2 separate regions of the Delphinus delphis genome follow, and region 2 is linked to region 1. Evidence: chromatin contacts called from public Hi-C data. All regions are on one chromosome and are shown on one strand. The core of a region is the stretch at or near the end of the contact, and the rest is flanking DNA. Distances in the headings are between cores, read along the strand shown.

The links. Hi-C and Micro-C count contacts between places; a contact is called where the count stands out from the background.
Region 2: a Hi-C map of lung shows a contact between it and region 1, with 7 times the contacts expected there. The contact joins the promoter of COL14A1 here to the promoter of DEPTOR in region 1. A contact is called at or near these places in 3 of 3 Hi-C or Micro-C datasets (lung and muscle).

What each region holds. Positions count from the first base shown.
Region 1 is chr17:61,802,860-61,805,559 of mDelDel1.2, forward strand. DEPTOR (DEP domain containing MTOR interacting protein) reads left to right here and starts at 1,387. Exons shown (of 9, transcript XM_059995126.1): 1 at 1,387-1,620. The coding sequence starts at 1,499.
Region 2 is chr17:61,972,330-61,975,065 of mDelDel1.2, forward strand. It overlaps COL14A1 (collagen type XIV alpha 1 chain), which reads left to right and starts at 1,352. Exons shown (of 49, transcript XM_059995120.1): 1 at 1,352-2,547.

The sequences.
Region 1 (2,700 bases), core at 137-2,636:
ATTAATAATAAAAAATTCATTAGAGATAACTTGAGGAAAAGTGTTTTGTCTAGCATCAAAAACTCATAATGGAAAGTATCTGGCAAGAATTTCTTTTTTTCCTTCTTTCTCTTCTTCGTATTAAAAGCAGTAATGATATTAAAGAGAACATCTATTGAATACATAGCATGTTCTTGGAAATTTTTCGTAATGTTATTTCATTTAAGCCATACAACATCCCTATAAAGTAGGAATTATTCCTGTTTTATCGATAGGAAATTGAGGCCCAGAAAAGTTAAGTAACTAGCATAAGTTTGCAAAGTTGGTAAAGGACAGAATCAGGACAGAAACTTCATTTTTGAGCTTGAAGCCCACGCAAACTTTTTTTTTTTTTGCGGTACGCGGGTCTCTCACTGTTGTGGCCTCTCCCGTTGCGGAGCACAGGCTCCGGACGCGCAGGCTCAGCGGCCATGGCTCACGGGCCCAGCCGCCCCGCGGCATGCGGGATCCTCCCGGACCGGGGCACGAACCCGCGTCCCCTGCATCAGCAGGCGGGCCCGCAACCACTGCGCCACCAGGAAAGCCCCCCCCATGCAAACTTTTGATAGTCTATGTAATGATTACAGAATTAAAACATGAGCAACAGCCAGTTAATCTCGTTATCTCCGGGACCTCTACTTCTGTTAAACGATTTTCCTACTTTATGCAGAATTTGGATCAAGTTACCCCATCTCTCCGGGCCTGCTTCCTGAGTAAAACGAGGACAATACTCATTTTATAATTTGTTGCAGTTAAAGACGGTAACAGCTACCTGAAGCGTCTTTAATGCAGCAGATTGTCAACAGATGATAGCCACAATTATTTTTATTTTGTAAAGGAAGAAACTGGGGATTAAGCACATTTAGTTACAAAATTATAGGTGTGGAGCTGGATCCCAGGTCTGTCTGATTCCCAGGCCAGCGTTCTTTATTGACTACACCGTAAGGTAAGTAAGCTGTCTTTGGTGAGGACGTTGCTTTAATTTCTTTAAAGCCCTGCAATGACATGTACAGCCTTCATTGTTCACTATTTAGCTAAATTATTATTTTCACTCTCTGGCAATTTGGGACATGGACAGTATCATAAAAACGCCTCCACACTTGTCTAGTAACCTCCCCGCCCGTCCCCAGGATCCCACAGCATGAGCTTTGTGGGTAATGGGAGAGGTCCACAACGAACTCGACCTCAAACAGCACAATTAGCGCAGAACCGCCCCCCGCCCAGATGTTGATATTTTCCTCTCTCGGCCCCGCCCCCGACCACGCGGGGCTCCAGCCACGCCCCCAAGCTGGAGTTACTGGGGCGGACTCGCCGAGCGCCTCAGCCTACCCACAAGGGATTCCCTCTCCAGCCAATCGCGTGTGAACTACGGGACGGCCCCTAACAAAGATGGCGGGGGAGGCCTCAGTGAGGGCAGGCTGATTTAATACCCGAACCCGCGGCGGACCGCGAAGACAGAGGTAGCGGCGCAGCCCCGACCATGGAGGAGGGCAACAGCGCTGGCAGCGGTGGCAGCGACAGCAGCACCAGCGGGAGTGGCGGGGCGCAGCAAAGGGAGCTGGAGCGCATGGCTGAGGTCCTGGTCACCGGAGAGCAGCTACGGTAAGATGAGGGGCAGTGCCGGGGGAGGCTAGCGGTGGCACTGCCAGCCAGTGTCCGTGGCAGTCGCGCGCGCGCGCGCGCGCCGTGGCTCGTGGCTAGCGACTCGCGCGGCGCTCCGGGACGCTTGCGGACGCGTCGACCGTCCGCGCCGCGCCGCCGTTTAGCTGCTGCAGCCCGGCGCCCTGAGGACTCCGGACTGGCGCCGGGCTCCCGAGGCTGACGCGGGCGGGCGCGCGGTGCTTGCTGCGCCCTCGCCCAGCTGCTGCAGCCCTGCGCCCCGCAGACGCGTTGCTGCCGACCGCGCGCGCCGTCTTTGCCCGGGCACCCGGGAGCTGCCAGGCCTCCTGGCTGACAGCTAGCTCCTCCTCCGCTCAGAGAGCAAGAGGAGTGGGTGAAGGGCCCCCCGCCGGGCCCCCCGCCGGCCCCAACCCCAGCCCCTTTACTCCTAGATAAAAGGAGCCAGACCAAATCCCTTTCACTTAAGGTTTTACTTTTGGCTTGCAAGTCTGGCTTCACTCCCCTGAGCCTCAGTATTTTCATCTGTAAAATGGGGCTGATCACGGCAACTTCCTTGAATGGTTGTGGTGGGGGCTAAACTGAGAACATTTCTGAAACACTGTACCTATCACTTAATTGGCACATACTCATCCGTCATTATTTGGGTCCGCAAGGGGGCGTGGAGGCACCTTGTCCCGCTGCCCTGCTGCCAGCTCCCCCAGCGCGCACATTTTAGGTAGCAGGGTCCATTGGCCCCCGGCTGCTGCAAGAATTGGGACTTGATGTGTGTCACTGCGTCCAGGACAGGCAGTTACCCCCAGATTCAGGACCCCCTCCCGCCCACTTTATCATTTCCATCCCATCCTGGTCCTTCTTGGATTCATGTTTGAGAATTCTCCTTATGGTATGACCGGTTCCGCAGCTGCGTCTTGTGGTCATTAATCAGTTTGCCAGGGGAAAAACCCCTTGGCTTTACAGTGGTTGAGCCAAAACTTGCATGCCGGCCCCTGTCCCATCGCAACGGTGCGCTTGCCTCTTACTTCTAGTTCTTGGCCTGAATCTCCAGGCTCGTTTTGGTTTCTA
Region 2 (2,736 bases), core at 102-2,601, 170 kb after region 1:
ACTCCAAATTTTAATAGTGCTACAGTTGAGAAACCTTGTTCTGCACTAAACCCTGGCTCTTTCCAAGGCCAGGCATTGCTTTTTGTGTTGTGGTTATTCCAAACCAAATTCTTTGGCATTATATTTACTACAAATATCAATAACTTATTAGCACTTACTATGAGATGTGCCTTGTGCTAGGACTTTTGCATTTATTATCTCATTTACTCATCAGGAAAATAGGACATACATAATATTATTGTCATTTTACACATAAGGAAACAGAGGTTCAGAGAGATTAAATAATGTCCCCAAGGTTATATAGCTCATAAGTGGCAGAGCCGGCATTTGAAACCAGGTTTGACAAAGCCTAGGCCTTTTACCAACTTACTTGACTAGTTATTGTAATAATTTCATTACTTGACATTTTTATGAGGTTTTGTAGTTTTAAAGCACTTTCACAAGATCAGCCCCAAAGCAGGGTTTCGTGGTAAAGCACCAGCTTGAAGTCTAACATGTGTTTGAGTCCTAGTCCTTTGCTCACCTTGTGACCTCGGAGAAATGACTTGACTTCTTTCGGCCTCTGAATTCTCATCTCTAAAATGAGAGCATGGAACTAGATGATTTTTCAGGGTCCTTCCACTGCTACTCTTTTTTTTTTTTTTTTTTGTGGAGCGCAGGCTCTGGATGCGCAGGCTTAGCGGCCATGGCTCACAGGCCCAGCCGCTCCGCGGCATGTGGGATCTTCCCGGACTGGGGCACGAACCCGTGTTCCCCACATTGGCAGGCGGACTCTCAACCACTGCGCCACCAGGGAAGCCCCAGTGCTAATCTTTTTACCGAGAGATGATATAAGGTAAAACTGCAATCGGTATCATTAGCTAGCAAACTTCTTGATTATAATGTACAGTAAGAGATTCATTTTGCATCATGACTCAGCATACACACACACACACACACACACACACACACACACACACACACACAATTGAAACATACGTTTTACAGAGCATACGGAAGCTGCCAGACCCACCGGGTTTTGCTGCCGTAATACACAATCTCCAAATCTCAAAGCAGCCAGCGTTTTGTCTGGCTCACAAGGTGGTTGGGGACACAGCTCCACCTTGTCCTTCCAGGACTCAGGCTGATGGAGCAGCCTCCATCTCAAAGGTCACCAGTTTTTTATTTTTTTCCTTTTATTTTATTTTTTAATTTTTATTTTATATTGGACTATAGTTGATTAACAATTTTGTATTAGTTTCAGGTGTACAGCAAAGTGATTCAGTTATACATACACATATATCTATTCTTTTCCTTTTTCATTTTTCTATTCTTTTTCAAATTCTTTTCCCATTTAGGTTATTACAGAATATTGAGCAGAGTTCCCTGTGCTATACAGTAGGTCCTTGAGAGCCTGCATGCCACAAACTGCAGAGCCCACACGCCCTGGAGCCCGCGCGCCACAACTAGAGAGAAGCCTGCGCACCACAACGAAGAGCCCGTGCTGCAACGAAAGATCCCACATGCCTCAAAGAAGAACCCATGTGCTGCAACTAAGACCTGATGCAGCTAAAAAAAAGAAAAATAGAAGGAAAAAAAAAAAAAGGACTGGCTTATATACAGTTGGAAGTGAAACAGTTAAGAGTAAATCCTAGTTTTAGCCAATCAGAGGTTATTTTACTGGTTTTACACAGGAAATGTCATAGTGTCCATGTTTCTGCTTAAAGAGAAAACAAAACCAGTCAGAACGTTGCTTTATTTTAACACAATTAGTCAGGCTCTCATCACAGGAAGCAAACTCTAATCACTCTCATCACATCCACTGATACAGCAGGAGCAGATTATTGATCTGGCTGAAGAGGGGCAGACCCGCAGTGACTGAACTGAGCAGGTATCCAGAGTGCTGCAGTATTTAGCAAACAAAGAAAAGCCACCCCTTGGATCATGGATGTTATGGTTAGGAAACCCCCAGTACCTCGGACATTATGAAACAACAACTGAGTTTGTAGGAAACAGACTGAACCCACACCCTAGAATGAGAATTATTTACAGTCTACAATTAACATTCTATAATTATATGGCTCAAACTCCATATATGGCTCTCACAACAGTGAGAAGCCCACGTAACACAAAAAAAAAAAAAAAAGAAAAGGAGTCCTCAAATCTGGAAGCTTCTCCCACCCAGCCTATAGCCTGGGGTTGTCTTTGTGCTCACAGCTTCCCAGTGAGTCAGAAGATATCTGAATGCTTGGATCTGCCTGACGTTTTGCTGTTTATTTAGGACAAGACCAAGCCAAGAGTCACATCATTTAAAACACGTGAAAAGAGGTAAGTAATTTGTCTCCTATTAAAAAGGTGAGACGCATTGACAAGATTAACAGAGGCCCCTCCCTTCTGCAGAATCCAGCCCACAAACTGGGTGGAGAGTTGGACGTGAACTGTGAAGAGAGCGAGAGGGAAGGGCGGGTCTCGGACTTGGCGGATTTCGGTTGGGTGTGGATTCTGTGTTTGCAAGAGAAGATGCCGCAGGGTCTTTCTGCAATGAGAAGCCCCATAACAGAAATTAAGGTAGGTCCTGGTCCATAGACTTTTTTTTTGCTGTACGCGGGCCTCTCACCGCTGTGGCCTCTCCCGTTGCGGAGCACAGGCTCCGGACGCGCGGGCTCAGCGGCCATGGCGCACGGGCCCAGCCGCTCCGCGGCATGTGGGATCTTCCCGGACCGGGGCACGAACCCGTGTCCCCTGCATCGGTAGGCG